5 separate regions of the Mus musculus genome follow, and regions 2, 3, 4 and 5 are each linked to region 1. A link is a contact called in public Hi-C and Micro-C data. All regions are on one chromosome and are shown on one strand. The core of a region is the stretch at or near the end of the contact, and the rest is flanking DNA. Distances in the headings are between cores, read along the strand shown. Region 1 holds the start of Hdac4 (histone deacetylase 4). Region 2 holds the start of Hes6 (hairy and enhancer of split 6). Region 3 holds the start of Traf3ip1 (TRAF3 interacting protein 1). Region 4 holds the start of Gpc1 (glypican 1). Region 5 holds the start of Asb1 (ankyrin repeat and SOCS box-containing 1).

What was found. A called contact is a pair of places that touch in the nucleus more often than the background predicts.
Region 2: a contact with region 1 is called in a Micro-C map of embryonic stem cells, with 4 times the contacts expected there. The contact joins the promoter of Hes6 here to the promoter of Hdac4 in region 1. A contact is called at or near these places in 4 of 39 promoter capture datasets (cranial neural crest, hippocampal neurons, liver and 1 more), 3 of 484 Hi-C or Micro-C datasets (CD4 T cells and embryonic stem cells), 4 of 115 datasets of contacts at active chromatin or transcription factors (astrocytes, embryonic stem cells, neural tube and 1 more) and 1 of 9 other capture datasets (liver).
Region 3: a Hi-C map of B cells shows a contact between it and region 1, with 8 read pairs. The contact joins the promoter of Traf3ip1 here to the promoter of Hdac4 in region 1. A contact is called at or near these places in 10 of 39 promoter capture datasets (the 3T3-L1 cell line, 3T3-L1-derived adipocytes, the HPC-7 cell line and 6 more), 3 of 484 Hi-C or Micro-C datasets (B cells and embryonic stem cells) and 3 of 115 datasets of contacts at active chromatin or transcription factors (embryonic forebrain, embryonic stem cells and memory CD8 T cells).
Region 4: a Micro-C map of embryonic stem cells shows a contact between it and region 1, with 7 times the contacts expected there. The contact joins the promoter of Gpc1 here to the promoter of Hdac4 in region 1. A contact is called at or near these places in 4 of 39 promoter capture datasets (hippocampal neurons, liver, neutrophils and 1 more), 3 of 484 Hi-C or Micro-C datasets (all in embryonic stem cells) and 4 of 115 datasets of contacts at active chromatin or transcription factors (effector CD8 T cells, embryonic stem cells, memory CD8 T cells and 1 more).
Region 5: a Micro-C map of embryonic stem cells shows a contact between it and region 1, with 5 times the contacts expected there. The contact joins the promoter of Asb1 here to the promoter of Hdac4 in region 1. A contact is called at or near these places in 14 of 39 promoter capture datasets (the 3T3-L1 cell line, 3T3-L1-derived adipocytes, the HPC-7 cell line and 9 more), 9 of 484 Hi-C or Micro-C datasets (B cells, CD4 T cells, cardiomyocytes and 3 more) and 6 of 115 datasets of contacts at active chromatin or transcription factors (the NIH/3T3 cell line, astrocytes, embryonic midbrain and 3 more).

What each region holds. Positions count from the first base shown.
Region 1 is chr1:92,177,636-92,182,196 of GRCm38.p6, forward strand. Hdac4 (histone deacetylase 4) reads right to left here and starts at 2,706. Exons shown (of 27, transcript NM_207225.2): 1 at 2,623-2,706.
Region 2 is chr1:91,411,416-91,415,976 of GRCm38.p6, forward strand. Hes6 (hairy and enhancer of split 6) reads right to left here and starts at 1,807. Exons shown (of 4, transcript NM_019479.3): 1 at 1,642-1,807; 2 at 1,478-1,564; 3 at 1,306-1,387; 4 at 68-1,067. The coding sequence starts at 1,722. The coding sequence ends at 643.
Region 3 is chr1:91,492,825-91,497,385 of GRCm38.p6, forward strand. It overlaps Traf3ip1 (TRAF3 interacting protein 1), which reads left to right and starts at 1,844. Exons shown (of 15, transcript NM_028718.2): 1 at 1,844-2,064. The coding sequence starts at 1,942.
Region 4 is chr1:92,829,830-92,834,390 of GRCm38.p6, forward strand. It overlaps Gpc1 (glypican 1), which reads left to right and starts at 1,816. Exons shown (of 9, transcript NM_016696.5): 1 at 1,816-2,268. The coding sequence starts at 2,103. It overlaps Gm29481 (a long non-coding RNA gene), which reads right to left. Exons shown (of 3, transcript XR_003947946.1): 1 at 2,866-4,561.
Region 5 is chr1:91,538,649-91,543,209 of GRCm38.p6, forward strand. Asb1 (ankyrin repeat and SOCS box-containing 1) reads left to right here and starts at 1,917. Exons shown (of 5, transcript NM_001039126.2): 1 at 1,917-2,216. The coding sequence starts at 2,165.

The DNA of each region.
Region 1 (4,561 bases), core at 1,456-3,955:
AGCCACTCCAAAAATCTCTTTGGGGCCCCTACCCCAAGACTGGGTTACAACCAATGGGACATGAGCTCAACTCTGGATTCACCCTCTGAAGCCTGCATAGTCACCCCAGGGCCCAGAGACATCAAAAGCCCTGGTCCTGGGACTGAGCCCCCCCACGCCACCCCAATCTTCCCGTGCAGCAGGTGTCTCTCATTTCTGCATCTCCCTGGCTCCCTACATCAGGTATTAATGTATTACTTATGGCAGCTTCAGAGTTCTGAAAAACCAGCCGTTTTCAATAGAAAATGGCATGGACAAGGCTTGACAGGAGTGATGAAATTTTCTTCTGCTCTGGCAATTAGGACGGCACAAAGTCGCCTTTCCTTTGGTGCCACCCCCAACATCAAAGGATTGGAATTCAAAGCCGTTCATGCTGCATTGAAACCTCACAATGAGGCTGGAAAATGGAAGTCGATTACTGGGCAAAAATATGCAGTAGTTAAAAGGAAAGAGTTCTAACGAAATTAAGCTGCAGCAGCCCCACGACGTGTGGAAACTTCCAGCACCAGAGCTCTTCTGGTAAACATCAAGAGGGACATCCTCCTAACACAGGTTTGAAAGCAAAGTCAAGCTAGGAGCCAGGAGCCCCAGGAAGATAGAGTGCTATGTTCTCTTGCCCACCTCACCAGCAGCAGCCCCTAGCTTCTGAGAAGGTGCCATCTGGGGGCTTTATATGTTGCACAGCTCTCTGATGTTGCTAACCACAGACATTCTTGCTAGGGCTGCTTAGGTCACATCTGTCCTTGGTCTCTAGGCTATCCAGGCCCCGTCTGCAGTTCACAGTCATTCTTCTCCCCCACAGGGCTCCCAGATACCCTGTAAGCAGCCTGCAGACCCCTAAAGGGGGCAGTGTTACCTCTGCCTTCTAGCAAACCCAGCCTCTTCTGGGTGATTACTGCTCTTCAGGAAGGCATTTGATCTTTAAAAGAAAAGCCAGAACACAGAAAACCATAGAAGTCTTACAGTGTGTCGGGTGTGTGTTTTTAAAGCATGAAAATACTTCCCTCCCACACAAACGGGGAGTTCTTCTGGGGAAAGATGCCACAGATCCCGAGGAGTGGCAGATCTGGGAAAGCGGATGGGTCTTAAAAATAGACAATTGAACCTAGACTAGAGCTGCAAAGCTACCTGGGGGAAAAAAATGAGAATTTTTAACTAAATCTCACATATTTTTTGATATCCAAAACTCCATCCTGATGAAACTTCTAACTGGGTGGCATTTTGCATTTCCAATTATAATGGAGTAATTGTGTTGCCATAGTGACTGCAAAATTCTGCAATAACTTTTGCTGCCTTGTAACTGCTATAGTGTATATTTGTGTACAAGCAGCTGAGTTTTCTTAATTCAACCTCCTTGCCTCTCCACAAGCACTACACCTACCTACACCACCACCACCACCATCACCTTCTTTCTGGGTGGATTTTGAAACCACTACACTAGCTTTCATCAAGCCGGTCCTGAAATAATGCACGGAATTATCAGAAGCAATTAAAACTCCTGGCAACCTCGATCATATCACGGAGGAAAAACCGAAACCAGGTCAAGGTGCAAGCCGCCAGCATCCCCCTAGCCCCAAAGTGCGACAGGGCCATGGCTGTTTACACGTTAATACTCGCAGGCCTTAAATGCTTAGGTGGTTTGTGGGAACAGACAGAAAAGCCTGAGCAGAGAAAAGCAGGGAGGCAAAGTGACTACACAGGCCTTTCCTTCCTCCCCGGGCAGGCAGAGTGGCTCTCGGAAAGCAATTAGGTAGGTCTCTACAGTAATGCAATTAGGATTTAGTTAAGAAAGTCATTAGTTCTAAAATAACTTAAGTTTAATTTCTGCGACGCTTTATTTGAAAATCGTGTCACAGCAGGTCAATTTACAGCATGCAATAACCAAAACACTGCTATCAGCGGCTGCAAGTTATTAACAAATTCTCGGTGTGCATTAAAGGAGAACACGGGTTCCACACCCGGCCTTTCCGACCGACTCCCGCTGTGTGAGCTACAAGCTGTGCCTTCGGAACCCTCGCTCAGGGTGGACACCGGTCGTCTCCGGGGCTAGCGCAGCTCCTCGCCAGCCCAGCGACGGTCCGGGCCCGGCCGCGGCCCCCGCCCCGCCGCCCGCCGCCGCCGAGGGGCGTTTTCTGCAAACTCACAGGCTGACAAAGTTACATAAACGCCCCGGCCCCCGCCCCCGCGCGCCCACCTGCCCGCCCGCCGGCGCAGGCCGCTCTCCCGCCCGCCAGCCCGCGGCGCAGGGCCCCGAGGCCTCGGCGGGGCCGGGCGTCCACCTGCCGCCAGCAACCGGGCGGCGCGGACAATGACGGCCGGTGGCTTACCGCGGCGGCGGCGGGCCGCGTCTAGCCCTGCTCCGGCGCTCCGAGCCGCATCTCCTCAGCCTGCGCCGCCGCCGGCGGGCGGGCGGGCTCGGGCGGCGACGGCGACAGCAGCCGCGTTGAGCGGGCCGGGCGTGAGGCGGCGCGGCGGCGGCGGCGCGAGCAGGCGCGCGGGCTCGGGCTCGGGCGGCGGCGGGGATGGTGCTCCGCGGCAGCGGCCCCACAACCTCCCCTCCTCATTCACAAAAAATTGACCCACGTTGAACCATGATGCTGCTCCCCCTCGAGCGCAGAGCCGCGCGGGGATAGGCCGCGCCCTACGCCCGTCAGGCGCCCCAGCCCCGCCCCTCCCGTCGGCGGCCCACCAGCCATTGGCTACAACGGCTTTGCGTCACCTCCCCCCGTGGGCGCCGCCCCCTGCCTGGTTTCTAATGAAGAAAGCGTCAATTACGGCTCGGCCCCGCCTCCAAGAATTCAGCCGCCCTTCCATTGGTCCGAGAGTCCTAAGTCCGCCCCACAATAGCCCAACAGCCAGCCCCGCTTCGCGGGCGCTGCGAAGGGGCTCCGCCTTCGTCCGCCCTTCTCAAAAGTTCCAAACCCCATTGGCTCCCAGCATTGTCAATTCTAATGAGCGGGGCGTACCGAAGACTCTCCAGGCGCCCGCTCTGAGAGCTTTTGCTGTTTTAGAAAGAGCAGGGAGCTGGTGCGCGAACTGATTGAAGCCGTGGACAGACCTCCTTGGCAGCCCGCGGCGCTGCCCGGGTCAATACAGTGTGCCTGAGCGCCTGTCTCATGCTCTAAGGGGGCGCGGAAGAGCACAGACTAAGGCGAGGGCCCGGCCGGGCCTGGCGGCAACCTCCATCTTAGGCAAGGCACAGATCACGTGGGCTGCGTGCGGGGGACGCCGAGCCCAGAGGGAGTGCGCAGGCGCGGCGGGCCCCGCCCTGCCCCGGGGCAGGCGCGCCGCTTGGGGGTGCGGCTGTGACTGTGGGGCCTTGCGTGGCCGTGGGAACTGGGGGTTCTGGGACCGCTGCTGTTGCGGAGGTGTATTCTTGGTTCGCCGCCACGGCGTCCCGGTTTGTTGGGACCACCCCTTCTCTGAGGTTCTTCTAGACCTGGGCCAAGCGCCTATAATTGGCGTTCACGAATGTGGATGGGCGTGAAAGGCCATCCTTCTGGCTCCCTTGGGTCCATTTCCTTTCATCAGGAGAGTAGTGCAATTTCTCATCCTGTGTCCATGATATTTCCAGAATCCCACATCCAAAACGAAGACAAGAGCATCTGGTCCACCCTACATGGCCTGACCTAGGATGCTGACCTATTTACTAGGCCTTGCCTGATAGGAGTTGAGTAGAGATTTAATAGCATTTTTGTTCCATGACTGGGGGAAAATTGAAGGTAAAACAATTCGCAAGAAGCAATAGATTCTTTTCATTATCTCAAGGTAATACTGAGTTAGAAAGCTTCATTCACTGGGAGAAATTCATACTCTAGGATAGCTCAGCTGTGAAGCCAAGGGATGAATTGTGGAATAGAAAAGAGCAGAAGAAAATGACCGCACTTAGGAGTGCTAGTGCAGCTGCTTATAGAAAAGTACACTACCAAATTTACATACAAAATAATGCAGGATCTGCAGCCTGCTAACATTTAGATGAAACATGAAGTTCAGAAGTACTTGAAAGGATAAAGACATGCAATAATCACAGATTTGGTGAGTACTGAGTAAAGACAACCCTAAACAAAAGTGCCATGAGAAAGTGCTGGAATATAATCTTAGATGCAGTTACTCTGAAATGATATGGTTCGGTTCCAGGGTCGGGGGAGTATTGCTCTGTGCTGATTAGACCTCACAGAATTGTGATTGGTACATAGAAAAAGCTCTAGCAGCAAACAAAGAGTAGGGGAAGGGCACCCCAGTACCACCAGGGTTTCTATAGGGCTTTACAGAGTCCCATTCTCAGACAGAGGCTTGGTGTTAGAAACCAGGAGATCAGAAATAAAAACAGACCTCTAATACAAAAACACCCAAGAATTAGTAGAAGCCCACCAATTAAAAATTAAACACAAAACCTTAGGAAGAACAACAATATCAACCAGCCAGACCCCACCCCCCAGAGCTTCCAGGAAGTAAGCCACCAACCAAGGAGTACACATGGCTCCAGCTTCATTTGTAGCAGAGGACGGCCTTGTCATGCATC
Region 2 (4,561 bases), core at 557-3,056, 770 kb before region 1:
GGGCCCTTTAAAAAGGTATACACTAGTGTTGGATGCAGTTGAACATTCACACATTGGACACATCAATGACAGTACACCAGGAGCAACTAACTCCAAAGTTCTTTATTTAATTCGGTTGGAGCATCGATGGGATGGCAACCAAACTCACACGCGCGCAACTGTGTTACAAACGAGGAGCAGCTTCAGTGACCGCAGAATATGCCCGCCTCCCCTGGTCTCATAGCCAAAGTAGCAAATCTGAACTTCCTTTCAGGTCAGGATTGCTGTGGCCTGTGTGTCCCTGCCCAGGACCCTAATGCTCAGTCTCAAGATTGGCCACTTCTGCCCTAGATCCTCAGAATGCCCAAAAGGCAGGGAGAGGTGAACACGAGGGAGCCCTGGCAGCTCTCCAAAAGTCTCCTGTCTTTCTTTAGTGCACCCCCTGGCCCCCCAGCCACCATCCAGAGCTCTAGGGTCCACGAAAAAATAGTGCTAGGGACCTGCAGGGCCTGGCCATTAGGGTTGTCATTCAAGTCATCTGTTGGAGAGTGGGGAGGGCATACCTGGGGGGCATCCTGAGCTGTCTCCACCTTATCTGATACCCAGGGAGGAAGCAAACTTAAGGATGGCAGCCACCATTCACAGGTCCCTGGTAAGTGTTGGTCACCAAGGCCTCCACACACTCTGAGCCCGGCGAGCTGCAGTCAGGCTGCCTAAGGATGTAGACACCAAATCCGGCCCCTCAGCAGGCACCCGGTTTAGTTCAGCCTCTGGGATCTCCTCTAGGTCAGAACACAGGTCGTCCCCGGGACCTGGGGGACTGGACAATGGGGATTCTGGGGACCCTCCTGGAGGCCAGCTGCTCCTCCCAGAGCCTCCAGGCAGCCCAGCTAGGGAGTCCCCCAGCAGATCCTGAAAGCTGCTACCCTCACGCAGCGGCATGGATTCTAGCAGGTGGTTCAGGAGTTCAGCTGAGACAGTGGCATCGATGGCTTGGCACGTGGACACGAACGTGTGCACCTCATGCATGCACTGGATGTAGCCAGCAGCGAAGCGCTCGCTTGCTTCAGCCTGCAGCTGCTCCCGCTCTGTGCAGGAGGGTGGGAAGAAGAGAGCAGCGTCCCGCACCGTGAGCAGTGACTATCGTGGCTCGGACGATCCGCTCCGCGGGTTCGGGGCTCACCCAGGAGACACAGTAGCGTGTCCCGTTCTGGGGGAAGCCCTTGCCATGGATAGGACCGGGGCTCCGGGAGCCGACGTGTCCCGCTGTTGGGTGGCAGGCGTGCCCGGTCAGCGCCCCCGCCCTCGATCCCCGCCGCCACTCACCGCGCGCCCGGCCTCGCAGCGCGCCCTGCACGCGCCTCACGGTCAGCTCCAGAACCTCGGCGTTCTCTAGCTTGGCCTGCACCTGCGCAGAGGGGAAGGGAGTTGAGTCCGGCCGTGCGCTTCGGGGTGCACCCTGAAGGTCCCCCTCCCCCCTGCACCTTTCCCGTCGCACCTCGGTACCGGCCAGCAGCAGCCGCAGCTCCTGAAGACTCTCGTTGATCCGTGCGCGTCGCTTCTTCTCCACCAGGGGCTTCCGGGCCTGTGGGAAGCGGCTACTGAGCCCCCTGGCCCGCGCAACCTCCCCCAAGCCCATCCACCCGTAGCCCCTGTCCGCACCTTGCGGTCCCCCCGTGCTTCCCAGCGGTCCTCATCCTCCTGGCCTGCACGGTCCCGGCTGGGCGCCTGGGACGGAGCCATGGTCTACGGAGCCCGGCGCCCTAGTGCAAACTACTCAGCGAGGTGGGTCGCAGCCCGGAGGCCCCACTAGCTCTCCGGAGTCTTCCGGCCCGCGGGACCCCGCCCATTTTATAGCAACTTATTTACATGTCAATGCACCGATTGGCTGTGCGTGGTCGGAGAGGCCAGCCGTGAGGCAGCCTGTAGCCAATGAGAGCGGCGCGCTTTGTCAGGCCCCGCGGGTCTCTGGCAGCTGGCGGGGCGGAGCCCACAGCCAGACCTCCTGCCACTTAGGCCGGGCAGGACTCCTGGGCAGTGACCTCCGGCTTCTCTCTTGCTGGTGTGCTTGTACTTCCTTTCGCTGAGTTATGAGGCCAGACCTGCCTGCCTGTAAGCTCGGACTTAGCTATACATCCTTCGGTCCGTATATCTATCCATGCCGCCCTTCCACCCACCTCTTCACCCATCCATTCCTACAGGGCATTTGCTTCCCTTGGTTCACCAAAAGTGCTCTCGAGAATAGCGCTCCAGTCCCAGAGCTGACTTCAGACAGGGCAGTGCCAAAGTCAAGTCCGTGACCTCGGGACCTGGAAGGGGCTTCGGGTCACCGGTGGCGAGAGTGCAAAGTCCGGGGAAAGTACGAGCCAATTTAGCAGCAGGAACAGGACCCTTGTGTGTCCTTTTGGACCCATTAAGACACCTATAACCTTCTTACTCCAAGGTCCGCGGTCGTTCTTACTAAATCTCTATTTCTCTGTGCTCTAAGTCACTTACCCAACCACTACCTTGTCTATTTTAACCCCACCCCAACTGCCCCCAGTCAAGCTTCTCCTTCCTTGTTCATCACCCCGTACCCGCCTAAGCGCCTCTCATTTCCCTCTAGTTCCTCCGCATCCTCTTTGCGGTGGTCTCACACATCCCTGTTCCCCAACCCCTCTCCACGCTCACCTCCCTTCCCCGCGAGTCCCCTTAGAGTCCCCCATCCCCACTACCCCCAGTCCCTCTCAGCTCCTCCCCCTTCTATTCTTGGTTCCTGCAGGCCGAGGCTGCTGTCTGGCCCCAGTAACTTGATGCCCGTGACAGTTGGCAGCTGCAGCCGCTTCCGCAGAGAAAAGCGGCAGGCCGGCCAGGAGCGACAGGTGTTGGCCGCGCCTTTGTCTAGCTGGCTTTGTCCTGCAGGCTGCAACAGGCACGCCTGTGTCGGCCAGACGCCCAAGCCCCGCGTCGTCGGCGGTCCATCTGCCGGCCCTGCCTCGCCGCGGGAGGGGTGTGTGTGTGTGTGTGTGTGTGTGTGTGTGTGTGTGTGCGCGCGCGCGCGCCCCCTCGGAACCCCTGGCTCTGCTCCAGCGTTCTTGGATTTCGGCTGCTGCTTTAGAGCCAGGACAAGGAGCCAGCTCCTAATCAGCCTTTACATACTCCATCCTTAGGCCTGGACACCACTAAGCACTTCAGTGGCTGCCTGCCTGGGCACCGTTGAGGTCTTGGTAACTGGTGCTTCAGTCAGCCTGGCTGGAAGACCTTTGAGGAAGGGAAAGTACAAGCAGGCATCAATTTATTTTATTTTAGTGACTCCATTAGCCAAGTGGCTTAGACTCCATTGGTCCCAGCAGCGTGACTACTCACCCCATCTCAGGCTCAGGAAACCCTTCTCCTGTTCACCTCCCTCAGTTAAACTACTAGTTCCTGCCATTTGTCCCCTGAACCATACCCTACCTTCAAAGTTTGCCTGCATGCAGATTTCCTTAGTAGTAGGGCCTTTTAATCCCCCCCCCCCCCCCCAGGCAGGAACAGAGAACCCCAGAGGCTAGGCAAGGCCATGATGGCCACAGGGTGACTAGTTAGCAGCAGAAATTAACAGGCTGTAAATCCCCAGAGGGACAAAGGCAGCTGTAGGCCTGCAGACTTCCAAGGGCTTTGTGGGCAATCTGCCCAGGAGACCCCAAGAATTTCCTTTTGGTTTGAAGAGAAAGGAGAGGGGCAGTCCTTCTGGCCGTAAAGTTCAATTAAGAGTCCTCCAAAGGAACAGTGAAGCAGTCCTACCTGCCACGAGAACTTTGTGTCAGACTGCACCAGTACTTGCAGTCAGAAGGCAGGTTCAGAGCACCCAGAAGCAGACCGTGAGTGAGGTCCAGTGTCATGTTGCCCCTCTGCTCCGGTCCCTGGGACCCTGGTTTGGAGAGAGGAAAGGGAAGCAGGTCTCTTCAGAGTAGCTCTCACAAGGCTGTCAATCAGGAAGGGTCAGGTAGGAGGCCTGTGTCCCCAGTGATGCCTATATACTGATCCTAACGGTATATAGGTCCTTTCTAGCATGGTACTTGTCTGATTTCTCTGCAATCAGCCCTGAGACCAACACACAGGCAAACAGCCAAAGGCGGGATTATTGGGAGAGTGCGTGCTGGGCGGGGGTCATGCTAAGCTGAGGGGCAGCCTAGTGAATCTGCTAAACTGTGTGCATGTAAAGAGACACCAAGAGAAAGGGACCTGGGGATGCCTGGCTAGATCTGCATCATAGGAAATCCCTACAGGGTTTGAATGGCCCAGAGAGACTGAGCATGTGAGAGATACACAGACAGGAGATCGGCCAGCAAAGCCCACAGTGCAAGGGAAGTAAGAGCTGCTGGCTTCTGGAACTGGAGATTTCCTAATGTACCATTTTGAAGTTCTTAAAAAGGTTTGTTGTTGTTGTTGTTTGTGTGGGTTTTTTTCTTTTATTATTTTTGACAATGTCATTCTTTTTGGCTTATTGGTCTATGTTATGTTAAAAATATATACAGCACTAGGGTATAGGTCAATGTTAGAACACACGCTTAATTTGCATGAGGTCCTGGGTTAAATCCCCACCATCACATCAAACAAAGCA
Region 3 (4,561 bases), core at 594-3,093, 690 kb before region 1:
CCTGACCCACATCCTGGGCTCTCAGCAGATGTGAGGTTCAGCATCCTCAGGTCTTTGTCTCTGGGAATGTTTGCCTCTCAATTGGGGGAGGTAGGGCCTGGAAGCCACTTTGCTTTGTGGCTTCTGTTTCCTGGGGTGAGTCACAACCATCCTTATTCCCTTCATTCACTCAGAAACTGTTCACGTTGAAAGCCTCCCCTGCCGGGCTTTTGAGTTAGAAACCTCTTTCCATTCTTACTCAGCTACCTTCTTCTGTGAATGACTCTTTCCTGCTCTCTCCCTCATCTCAGGGGGTGATGTAGGCTAGTAGCCCCTACTCTGCTGACTGCCCCCCAAGACTGATGGCTCCATGCTGGCCTCTGCATCCTTCCTCTGGGGAGGTCTGGGTTCCAGATATCTTTCTTGAAGCCAGGAATTGCTTATATCTTCTGGGACCCGCTTCGTTGGTGACCAGAATGTTGTCCACTGAAGAATGTCTTTCTTCAGTATGGGGGTGGGTAGGCTGAACCAAAGGCAGGGGTGAGACTCTGGAAGATAGAACTATACTCTTCAAAGTTACCTCCCCTAGGTCAGTCCCCAGAGGGTTGGTTGACAATACTTGCTGTCCTGGATCTTCTAAAAAACTTTGATACCCAGATAGACTGAAGATCTTCTGGTTGGTTAGCCCTCCTAAAGGCAGCCAAAACTGTACTCTGGCCTTCGTGTGTGTGTGTGTGTGTGTGTGTGTGTGTGTGTGTGTGTGTGTGTGTTCTTGGATCCACTTACTGTTCTGCCCTCCTCCACAAGCTGTGAGAGGATAAAGCATCATCTTCGCTTTGTTGTATGGCATAGGCTCCAGGTCCTCAGTAGAATTCCCAAGGTCAGAGGTATCTTCCAAGTAAAACCCTGAGTTCCTACCACCTGGTCCAGCATCACAAACAAGCCAGTTGCTGGCTCCAGCTTTCATTCCACACCTACATCACGATTCTGCTCAGAGTGAACTTTCTAGGGTAGGAGCTAGGTGGGTATGTTCTTAGGGGCGGTGTTTAGAGACAGGACTTCTGCTCTCTGAATTCTGCTCTCTGAACTCCCCCAGAGACCAACTCCAGCTGGGGCTCAGAGTGAGAGGGCTCTTAAAGAAGATTCTGGCTCTCGGGGTGTAGCCATGGTAGAGAGATCAGGGGCAATGTTCTAGTTGGGGTTCTGCCAGTTTGGGCAGAGGAGCTCCAGACCTCAGGCACAGCAGCAACACCTGATCCAGTAGAAGCATCTCCTGCATAGCCTCGGGTGGTGGTGAGGGTGAGGTGGGAAGTAAGTGTGTGTGTGTGTGTGTGTGTGTGTGTGTGTGTAGCAGAAAGCTGCAGCATCCTAGCCTAAGGGCCTAGCTCCTTCACAGTTTTGTGCCCGCTCTGGTGAACCAAGAGCACAGAAAATGTGGAAGGACACAACCCTTCCCCTTGGCACCATCTTAAAGATTACCTAAGGCAGGGGATGCTGGGCAGGGAACAGGAATGAAGGGATGAAAGGAGTCAAGTCCTTTTCCAAGTTTATGTGAAGTGTTATTTTCCTGGTGGGTGTTACTGTAAATGCTCTCCTTAGAAATATCAAATGGTCGCTCTTTTCTCACTCAGAATGCCAGGTCTCTGGGCAGTGCTGTGCAGCGCCCTATGGTGCGCCGGGTTGGCGGAGCAGGCTCAGGTTCAAGCAGCCACAGAGGCGGAGCGCGTGTGTCCTCCAGAGCAGCTAGAGAGGCCGGAGGGGATGGGCGGGGCCGGGCGCGCGTCCGTTGCCAAGGCCGCGCGGCCCTAGAGACCGGGTGCTGGTGGCACGCGCAAGCGCGGTGGCGAGCTGCGGTGCACTGTGGGATGGGAGACCGGCGCGCCGGGACGGCGGGCATCTCGGGGCACCGGGCAGAGGCGCGGCGCGCGAGGAGGGGCGCGAGCGGTCGCGGGCGGCAGCGCCATGAACGCCGCAGTGGTGCGGCGGACGCAGGAGGCTCTGGGCAAGGTGATCCGGAGGCCGCCGCTCACCGAGAAGCTGCTCAACAAGCCACCGTTCCGCTACCTGCACGACATCATCACCGAGGTAGGCGCGGGCTGGTGCGCGTCAGGTTGAGGTGGGGTGAGGGTAGGGGTAGAGTGCGGAACGGGTTAAGGGTCCGGGTAGTGGCGGGACGGGTTGAGGGTTGGGGTAACGGTGTTGAAGGTTATGGTTAAGTGCGGGACCGAGCGAGTGTCGGAGTGAGGGTCCGGGTAGGGTGAGAGTCGAGGTAGGATGCGCGTCTGAGTAGGATTCGTTTCGGGGTGAGAGTCAGAATTAGGGCCGGATCAAGGCGAGTGACCAGGTAGCGTGAGGATCGCGTTGAGGGACCGGGTAGTGTGAGGGGCGTTGTAGGATGCCAATCAGGGTTTGGGTCGAAATGAGGATTAGTCTCAGATGAAGGTGAGGATCAGGGTCAATGGTAAGGTCTGTGTGGCTCCGAGTGCTGATTGGATTGAGAGTGCGTTGAGGGGTGGAGGTGCAGGTCCAGGTCCAGGTGAGGGTCAGGGTTAGGTTCCAGTTGGAGTCAGGGTAGAGTAGCGGGTGCTGGTCTAGTGGTTTGGGTGGAGATAGAAGGCCCGGGTCAGAGTCTAGGTCTGTGGGTTAGGGTGCTGGAGCCAGAAGGTGAGGCTGAGAGGAGGTAGAGGCCCGGGCTGACATCGGTTTATTGAGTGTGAGCCTCGGGACAGGGTCTAGGCTCAGGGTCAAGTTGCTGTTAGGAGCTGGAGGTATGTTGGGGCTCTGGAATTGGGCTGTGCTTATACTTGAGGCCTGGGTAGGGTGCAGGTCCTTGTCTGGGACCTTCTGAGCATTCAGTGGTGCCTTCCATGTTAGGTTCCCAGGCCCACTAGGTCTTGGGACCTGCCTTACTTTACTTCTCCCAACCTGCAGCACTTACCATTATGTCTCTTTAGAGCTTGTCTTCTATTTGTTAGTGAGTCTCCAGGAAGCTGCATTGGATGAGGTACATAACATTGTACAACAGTTACAATTGTGTGGAGTCTGTCTGGGCTCTTGGTAACCCCAAGAGTGTCACTGCAGGGGGTACACAGAATGGGCATGGTACTCCAGAAGGTGCTGTGGAACTTGGGGTATGGTTGGGACTTAGAAGTCCAGAGCTCAAGGTCTCTCCCAGTGTTGACCCTCAGACTTTCTCGTCTCAGTAGGTTGAGCACTGTAGTCTACCCTTCTCGTTACTCATTTGGCCCTCCTACCTTAGCTTGTAATAGGTACTGTCTCGGAACATGGCCCTGTCTGTTAATCTTACATGTGTCCAGAAATGCTCAGGAATCCACCCACATCCCAAGGTGCTCTGCCGCCTGGTAGTCTCCTCTCCCAGTCTGTGAGGCGTTTGTAGCCTATCCTGGAAGGTCTGAGGAAGGGACTGGTGGTGTGGAGAGCCCTGGGAAGCAGGCAGTTGCCACTCTTCAACAGTGAAGGAGTCAAGAAGACTCAGGCATCATGGCACCGGCCTATCACAGTGGAGACTGCTAGGCCTGTGTTTTTATTCTGTTAGTACCCTCAGCCCATGGCTTACGGGGAGTGCTACTCAGCCTCAGATCACTCAGGAACGGAGTGGGGCTTATGGGAGGGAAGAGGAAAGAAGTGGGAGATGACTGTTGACAGGTAGACAGGTGAGGAGTGAGGGCTGCTTTTCTTTTAGACTTTACTGGATCCAGTGGTGAAGCCGGTCTGTTTTGGTATGAAGGTACGTACATTAGCTGTCACCTCCTTGATAAGGAAGGCTGTCAGAGTTGATGTACTTGGAAGTTTTTTCAGAGCAGAGGTAGAGAGCCTCCCTGAAGGTTCTTTACTGTCCCTGAATACTGCATTCAAGTCTCTTCCATGAGGTAGCTACAGCTGTTTCTTCATTAAGCTGACATTCAGACACAAATGTCTCTTGTCACAGTTGCTGCTCACAATTTAAACTGCCAGTGTCTTGGGGAAACCTGAGCAAAGTCAGTTTCAGGAGTGTTAGATTGGGATGCTCTGGTGGTCTGTGTGCCAGCCAGCTGTCTCCTAAAAAAAAAGCCCAGCCCAGCAATATGTTTCTCCTGAAGTTTGTTGTGAGATGGACTCTTCTAGATTAATTAATGACTAGAACGATGTTGCCAAAGTAATTGTAGCCCCATCCCAGAGGAGTGACATTCACATGGGGATGTCTTGCTGCTGATGTTTTTAAAGCCTGCCTCCTGTACCCATGGTAACATGTTACTATGTACCACAAGTCTGGTCATATGAGTCCTCTCCAAGCACCACATTTACATTCTTGGTGTTTTTTTTTTTTTTTTTTTTTCCTGTTACCCGTCTTACTGATTTTTTAGCAATATGTACTTTTGAGAATCCAGGACCCTGGCTGGATGTAGGGTCATAGAGGAACAGAAAATTATTGTCCTTCTGTAGGGGTAACTAGGGCTACAGGTTACGTGTGGGAGGAGGCACTGTGGGAAGAGAACAAATATGATTGGATGGGGAACACTCCATTATGGTAGAAATGAGGGACTCTTTTGGAACTCCTGGTTTCAGATACCCAGGCTAAGTA
Region 4 (4,561 bases), core at 566-3,065, 650 kb after region 1:
CATGCTCCCCTCAGGCTTCCTTAGTCAGCCCCTGGGCTGCTCGCATACATGGTTCCTCAAGATTATGGAGACTCCAGTATGGAGAGGAGCACCACTTTGGAGCACTATCTTGGCTGCCAGTAGTATGACCTGTGGGAAAGTGCTATGCTGTTCTTTTGCAGGTACAGTGATAAAGATTTCCCTAGAAAAGACAGCCAACCTATACAGCATCATAGCAAAGGCCATAGCCTAAAGACCTGCCATTTTGGGGTCCAGAAATGGCTCAGACACTGAGCCTACCCCAAGGAACTATCTAGGCTGGTCAACTTACAAAGAGGCATTCAGTGGTGATGGCATGTTGAGAGGCCAGAACACATGGGGAGCACAGAAAGCAAGTAGGAGCCCTGGCCATTGCAAGTCCTCTATTAAAAGTGACAGGGATCCAAGCTGTCCTGGCCAGGACATGCAGTGGACAGGGGTCCGTGAGTCAGGAGCAGTGTTACAGTAGAGGGATGTGAGGATATCTGCTCCGATAGATTGGTTTTCCATTGTTACTCTCAAGCAATGACTGCAGAGATTAATTGGATCACTTTCCTAGGAGTTAGGACAGGAAACCCACCCCCTAAGGTGGACAGAACCCCTGACGGGAGGACATCCTGAGGCATGGGTGATTGGGGGTTTTGCCACAAACCTGCAAAGCCCTGATTCAGCTGAATCCAAGAGCGCTGCACTCTATTGACACATAGTGGTAATCTATGACTCTCAACCATAAACCACATCTCGCTTTCTTCCCATTCCCAGATTAGGTATCTAGATTCAGTCTAACCTCAGCTATGATGGCCTCTTCATAGGATAAAGGGAACAGCAGGAGGGATAGTGCTGCCCGGCAGCAGCTAAGCAAGAAACTCCAGACCCAGCACCATCACCAGCTCCCAGGTAGGTCCCAGGTAGGGTCCCTTCTCCCCACAATCATCCCTGCAGCTGCGTGACAGTTGGTGGTCTGCCACACCTGGCCTGGAGTTGAGCTGCCCAACATTAACTCCTCGCTCTATTCCTTTTGCCAGAGGTCACCTACCACGCTGCACCCAAGCCTACAGACCTGCCTCTGCCCCATTGCTCTAGCACCTAAATAGTCACGAAGAGGGACCGTAACAGTCGCTGGCAATCTGCATCAACTGAAGTCATCTGAGCTGATGAAGGCTAGTTTTTTTTTTTTTTTTTTTGGCCAGTTTTCAGCCCCCTCATCCTCCTCCAAAACACGTCAGACGAGAACTGGAGCCGCTCAGGGGCGGCTAGAAAGGGCGTATGGATGTAGGAGTTGTTGCTGGGGGGTGGGGGGCAGCAGGTGAGTAGGGAAGTGACCGGACCAGGACTGAGTAGTAGAAGCGCTAAGAGAGCAAGCCGGTAAGGTGAAGGATGGAAAGGAGCAAAGAGATGCCGAATTCGGCTGGGGGCGGGGAAGCTCCTGATTGGCCAGCGGAGGACGTGATGTCACGTCCGGCGAGGGAAGCCCTGCCTCAGCTGCCCCCCCCCCCCGCCCTGCCCCCGCCCCCACAGGTGGTGCCGCCGCCCTGGGTGCTGGGCTGGGGGGGACACCTTAGGGGACCCCGGACTCGGCCTTTGCACTCCAGGCTCTCCCCGCCGCCTCCCATCTCACCCAGGCAACGGAGCACATCGCCTGGGCTGAGAGAACATTCCCTCCTCTCCCTCCGGAGAGCGAAGGGGCGCCCGGTGCGCCCCGATCGTGCCCCGCCTCGCCCCGCCCCGCCCCGCCCGGGCGCTCCCCTCTTCCCGCCCGCGCTCCCCGCCCCTCCCTGCCCCTCTCCGCGGCCGCCGTGGGGCCGGGCGGGCGGCGGGGGAGGCGCCGAGCCGGGGCTGCGCGTTCGCCCGCCGCGCTCTAGGCGGCCCGACTGAGCGGCCGGACCTCGCGCCTCGCGCCTAGCTCCCCGCGCCGCAGCCGCAGCCGGCTTTTGTTGTCTCCGCCTCCTCGACTGCCACCGCCTCTGGACCACGAGCGTCGCGCGCTGGGACCTTGGCTCTGCCCTTCGCGCACACTGGGCTGAGCGGGCCGGCCGGGACCGAGGGAGGCGCGCACCGGCGGCCAGGGAGCCTCGGGCCCCGCCATGGAACTCCGGACCCGAGGCTGGTGGCTGCTGTGCGCGGCCGCCGCGCTGGTCGTCTGCGCCCGCGGGGACCCCGCCAGCAAGAGCCGGAGCTGCAGCGAAGTCCGCCAGATCTACGGGGCTAAGGGCTTTAGCCTGAGCGATGTGCCTCAGGCAGAGATCTCGGGTGAGTAAGGGCGCTGCGTCCGGGGGCACCGGACCCTAGCACTCGGGAGGTCTGATCTGGGCCCCTACCCGCGCCGCAGCTAGCCCCGGGCGCCAGAACCCGCCGCCTGGACTTGGAGTGGCCTCCTGCTCCTCAACTGGTCTATACCCCACGGCCCTCGCCCCCGAGCTCCGATCCGCTCTGTTGCTGCCCAGTTCCCAGCCACTACGCTCTAGAGTCCCTTCCCCATAGCAATCTGCGCTCCCTTTGGGTTAGGGTTGTTGCTGGGCGTCTTTGGTCCCCGGCTTGGCCCACTGTGCTGGCGGGGCAGCAATCCCAGCTCCGGGACAGCGTGCCTGCCGCCCTTGCGGCGAAGCAAGCGGTAGCTCTGGGACGGTCTATTGGGTCGCATATCCCGGTTGCAGTGGGCTAGGAACTTCTCTATGCGGATCTCTCCCAGAGGCGTCAAGGGTTCTGCTTAGGAATTTACGCGGATCCACAGCAGGAGCCGCCTAGGTGGGATTTATGGGGGAGATCCTACACTTCAAGCCTGGGTTCTAAGGAAATGTGAGCCCGCTGCGCGATTCAGGGGACCCCAGGGCTCGAGGGGATTCCTACCTAGGAACTTGTGCCCGCCAGCGCCCCTATCCTAGCACACTCGTGGTCTGACCGGGCGCTCCGGGCCGCCTGGAGCTGCGAGCCCAGCTGCAGGTGGTCGGCGTCTTGGATCCCGCCCAGGGGCCTTGTCATCTCTTTGTAAGAAGAGCGGCCCTCCTGGCGGCGGCCTCGGCCCTGCAGCTGCTGAGAGCAGCCCTTCCCCTCCCTTCCCTTCCCTGCTGCCTCAGGAGCTCTGGGAACCGAATCTTTATGAGCTTGGAGTGCCTATGCAATGTCCCAAGGACCTCCCAAGCCCCAGGCTTTGCTCTTAAATGTGTGGGGAGCTTTCCTGGATAAGTGTAACACCAGGGCCTTGGTGAGCAGGGAATTCCTGCTGTGGGATTCTTCTGAAACTGAGGGGGCTTGCAGACTAGAGACCAAACTCAACTGGTGTCGTAGGCACTCTGAATGAGGAAAGTAAGAGTATTGCCCAGAGGGGTGGCCTGTGGCCCCAACTTGCTTGGGAATGGCAGTAGATAGCCAGCCATGGAGAACCCTGTTTCTGGGGAGAGACAGAACCCACAAGACACATTGTGTGGCCTGAGTCTCTTGACTATCTCCCTCTCAAATGCCCTCAGAACAGGCCTTTCTATGCCTCTCTCTACATACAGCCCTGCCATTGCCAAAGCCACCTCCTACAGTTCTCTGGGCACTGTCACCCGGTGCCTGGCAGCAGCAGGTATAGTTTGGTTGGTACCCTGCTCACTCTACCCACCTCCAAACACACAGAAATAGGAACATATACCCTGACATCCTTGTGTATCTCTTATCCCTGCCAGACGTACCCTGCTCCGCACACATACCAGCCTGAGGCCTTCCAGCCTACATCTTACCTTGGCATGGATATGCCACCCATCTTAATGCCTTCTTGGAGACCTTCTTGAGCTTGTACCCACCCACAGCTACTGTGCCCGAGTAGGCAGGGACTGGCAATGTAGGCAGTGACAAGGGCAGTGAGAGGGCAAAATAAAGAAGCAGAGGTGTGGTCCTTCCAGAGAGCCTGGTTCTTACTACCCTGCAGTTGGGGAATGTGGGGGATTAGGAACAAGACAAGCAAAAGGCTTTGATGTCTGTGAGGACAGCCGTAGATGCCCATCCAGCTGGGGTGTGTAGGCACCCTGCAGAATTACAGCAGTCATACTGGTTGGGGCCCAGTGTTTGTTCAGAGACACCCTATTTATTGACATGCAAGGCTGGGGCCTATGTTTTCCCATCATCCCTATTGGTGCACCTCAGAACTGGTGCCACACTTTTCTGGAACCCCATGGGCTGCACCTCACAGCCCTCAGAGTGGGAGAATACCTCCAAGCCCCAGGGCACTAAAGAGAGTATTAGCATGTGGAGTGAGAAACAGGGTGACCTCCTAAGATAGCAGTAGCCCAAAGGGCAGCCAAGCTCAGGGTCCTGTCTGGTTCTGTGCCACCAGACCTGGACTCTGAGGACCAGGCGCCCTCTGGTGGCCCCTAATGGCGCAGTCCTCCCTGGAGCTCCTATGTAATCCCTTAGTTCCAAAGAGCTCCTACTTATAAGAAATATGGGAATACCCCAGGAGATAGGTGCCTGCTGAGGTTCAACTGGAGTCATTGGGTGATTAGGAGAGAGGAAGAGTGGCTCATGGGCAAATGGATGTCCTTTCCTGCCCCTGAGTCTTAGGGAC
Region 5 (4,561 bases), core at 667-3,166, 640 kb before region 1:
TACATATCAGCTCTGGGCCAGCCAAGGGCTAGTAAGATCTTGTCTCCATTTGCCCTACCCCACCCCCAAACCCCTTTTAAAAAGTATTCACTTCCTATTCCTCCTGAGATAGAATAGAAAGGCAAATCATGGAGGTATGAGGAGGAAGAGGAGCCCTTTACCTTTACTGAGGAATTTGGTTGAAGCCTCTTGCCAACAGAGAAGCAGGAATTCCAGCACAATTAACTGCTTAAAGCTTTCCTCCCTCCGCACTTATGCACCTGCAATTTTCCAGGACTCTCACTAGAAACTTTTACAGGAAATGGACATGCACAAAACTCATGCAATCAGTGGCTCCTGGCTTTATCAGATTATAATTCCATCCAAGGTATGTCTGAAGCCACCCCATAATCTCATAGACACACACACAAACACGAGAGAGAGAGAGAGAGAGAGAGAGAGAGAGAGAGAGAGAGAGAGAGAGAGAGAGTGTTAGTTTCTGAGTACTCTTGAGATCTAAGTTGAGAGCCATCAAAATGGTGTATATAGTAGCTAGTGCTAAGGATTGTGACTCCCTTGAGGAGCTATACTTGGGTGTGTCTTCCATAGTACCTCTCTTCTAAGTCTTTAGGTTAAAGTCTAATGTTAAAGTATTTTAAATAAAACCTCAACATTGCTTCCATTAGTCTTAACAAATTTTTTTTTTCCCGAGCCAAAGCAGTAAGTCCAGTTTTGCTTGAGTTTTGGTCTCAACGAAGTTCTCAGGCTAGGGTGACAGCCTGGAGTTTTATCTCTGTCCCCTCACCCGTGACACTCCCTTTTCTGGAAGCAAACTGACACCTACTATTCCACTCTGTTTCCGAAGCTGATTCCTTTAGTGACCTATGTGTGGAAGAGTGCATTATTTGTTCGTTATTGCTGGCTTATTTCACTGAGCAGAGATCCTCCAGGGTTGGCCATGTTGTAACCTGGGGCAGAGGCTTTTTAAAGGATATATGGATGGCCACGACACCACATTTTGATGCGCATTTGGGTGGTTTTACCCTTGAGGTATCCCAGCCAGGGATGTGCAGCCGTGGAGCAGAGCCATAAGGCTGAGCCACCTCTGGCTCTTTGCCTTGCAGCGTCATTGGTGTCACCTGTCCCTCGTGCCAACGGTGTTATCAAGACCAAACACCACTGCAGGAATCTCCCCGCTCCCCTCAAAACCCTCAGAGCCCGTGGCTCTGTTCCAGGATGCCTCACACAGCTCCACAGACCTGTGCAACTGAGCCAGTCTGGGCACGAGGATTTGTTGGGCACCTATAGTCGCTAGCTCCCAGCTGGTGTGCCATGACCACACAAAGATGCAGACAAGTCACAGCCGCGGTGTTGGAGACTGTGGCCTTGCCTCCATCTCACAGGACAGCGGGGCGCTTCTGTCTCCTTAAGGCGCGGTCTCCCCCCGGTCCACTGGGGTCCTCCCCCTGCAAGGTACCTTCCCTAAGTTGTGTAGAGGAGAATGAAAGGACCCGACAGCGTCCATGCTTAAGAACTGTTCGTAACGCAACGCACACAGTGTGACCGATGTAAAATCGGGAGTGCTTGAGGGAAAGCCACTCTGTCAACACGCCTTGACCAAGTTACAGACACTATTGGCTCCATGGAGACATTCTGGGCTGCCTTCGTCTAACACAACTTTGCAAGTCACCGACTCGGAAGGCACCGTTTGGAGTCTCGTAGAAAGGACAGCAGCGCAGCCCCACGTCACTCAACACCCTTCAGCCGCTGCGATAGCGGACCACAGTCCACTGGGCCGTAACGGTCCCGCCCACGTCCCGCCCTCCAGTGGGCGGGAACAGAATCGACCAACCAGGAGTTCCTGAGGCATGCAAATAAGCCTCCGCCCCCAGAGGAAAGGCGTTTCCCCAGAAGCTGCTGCTGTTGCCTCGGGAGACGCAGTTTGGTCAACCCCGCTAATCAGCAATCAAGTCCGTTAGCCAGGCCGGAAGTGGAGACCCCAGCACCCTCCGTCCGGAGCAGGAAGTACGAAAAGGAGGCTCATACTCCCCGGAAGCCGAGCCCTGGACACGCCCACCTGCCGGAAACGCCGGCGGTGCTTCTCTGACAGCGTTGCTCTCTGACAGGATTGCTGCGGAGGTGGACAGGCGGCGGGGTCAGGGCGGAGGCTGAGGACCAAGTAGGCATGGCGGAGGGCGGGACCGGCCCCGATGGACGGGCCGGCCCGGGACCCGCAGGTAACGTGCGCGGCTAGGGGTAGTAGGGAGCGGGGTTGCGTCTTGGGGTCAGAGTGTCCCTTGGGCGTCCGGGACTCGGGTCCTCGGTCCTCGCAGGCCAGATCCGAGGAATCGCGCCCGGGGTCAGTAAGTGTGGACGTTAGGCTCCGCGCGGCCCTAGGCGCGCGCCCCCGCTCCTGCCTGGCCTCTCGTGGACATCCCTCCCACGGAGGTTTCTTTCTGGTGGAGCTAGCCTTGTAACTGCCACCCTGTTAGCCCATCCCCGTCAGCGATGACCCTGGCTGGACCATGGGGTTCGGATCTTCTTCCAGGTATGAGCTCACTGGTCAGTAAGGGCCCTCAGAGGTCAGCCTTCGTGCGGACAGGTTCCCTTTCCCCATCCCGCCAGCCAGTCAGCGCAGTAGCTACTGGACAAACGTCCTCCGCCCCACCTCCACCCACCTTAACGACAGTGCTGTCCCCAGAGAGCTTGCTAGTGCCACAACTCTTACAGGGGCGCTTGACCCACCTGCAGAAAAAGGGTGACACTTGCCACCTGCCTTAAAGCTGCTCCACTTTGCAGTGCTGCTACAATGGAACTAACAATTCCCAGGAGAGTTTCCTGGTACGGCGTCCACCTTGGGGTCTTTCTGAACCTGCTGGTAGGTGTTTGGTAGGTGTGCTTCTGCACCCATCTCTGATTTTAGAGTTCACTGAGCTCTCTTCTGTATGCAGAAAATCTGAGAAAGCCACAATGTTGGTACAGTCTCTTGTCATTCCTCCCTCCATCAATTCAACAAACTTTGTGGATGATGTCCTATTGGCCTGACTCACCTGGGGCTATCGGGGTGACATGAAAAAGCAAGGCAAGGCCTCTACCACCAAGAGCTTTGGTTGTCATTGAATTTGATCTCAGGGACAGACAAGATCTTTGAGTGGATTGACCTGTCATGCAGGAATGAGAAATGGGAGAGAGGTGGTTGGTCAAAGGGTAGCTATTTCTTAAGGTACAGAATAGTCCTGTGGAAGAAAAAGTGGTTTTGCACCCCACCCCGACCCCAGTGTTGTTTTAGTGTCTGTTCTGTTTGTGTGTTTCCAGCTTGGGTAGAGGCACAGGTCTTCAGTGGGTAGTTGGATTAGATGATCAGAGAAGTCCGAAATTGAAATGGCTTTCGGCTCTAGAACTGGAGGAGATTCTGAAGGTCTGTTGGCCTGGGCTGGGAGTGTAGAGGAGAGGTGAGCTAAGGGGGTCCAGAGACTTTCCGAAGTCCTCTGGTGCCAGCCATTTTCCTAACAGTTACCCGGTACATCTGAATCCTCCCCAACTCTGGCTTTAAATTTTTATACTGTGCTGTAGTTACAGTGATGAAAGGAGGACCTGGAAGCGCCTTACAGATCCATTTCCAGGCTAGATAGATGCCTGCCTGTTGGTCTGCTGTGCACCAGAGTGAACCGAATAGGTTTTTGTGAACCTTGTGCTGCCTTGGTCTCAGCCCAGTCAATGGACTTTCAGGCCGCAGAGGGCAAGGATACTTAGTCGTCACCACCGTGTACCTATAGGAGAATCTGTAGGGGCTCAACGGATATTGTATTCAAATATGGAAACACATCAGCGACTAGAAAAAGCCTGCCTGTGAAGGGATATGTTTGGTAACATGCTAGGACATCCCCACAGGGTGGGAGACTTGAATCCAAGCAGTTAGAATTTGTGCTGTCTTTATTCACCTGTTGGTGCAATGCTTTTAATAAAGCTTTTCAGTCTCCTGGAGTTAGTTTGGGCTGTGATGTGAGCAAAGATGTATTTCCAAGTAGGTGATTAATTGTTCAACTACTTTCCACTGGCTGTATGTCTCACTCTGATTTTATGCCTGCTTATTACAGTTGAGCTGTTTATATTAAGATTAAAGTCTTCCTGGAGAATTGATTCTGCTTTTTGTTTTTGTTTTCTTTCTAGTCTGGTGAGAGTTTTGTTATCTAGTATGGTAGGGTTCCTTCCACCTGTTATTCTTACTAAAACAGCAACAAAAGCTATTTTCCCTTATGTATATCTACAAATACAAGTTTGAAATCATTTTGGTATATCTGATATCAAATTTCTGAAGAAACTGGATACATTATATTTATAGGGAACCCTGAGAATTTCTCTAATATTGAATCTCATCCTAGTACATGATACAGTCTTTCTATTCACTTCTATTTTTTTTGTTGTATAGGTTGGACTTGTATTTATGCACATATATTTTAGTTTTCTATTTTATTGAGGTATGATTCTCTCTCTCTCTCTCTCTCTCTCTCTCTCTCTCTCTCTCTCGTGTGTGTGTGTGTGTGTGTGTGTGTGTGTGTATGTATGGAGCTCAGAGGTCAAC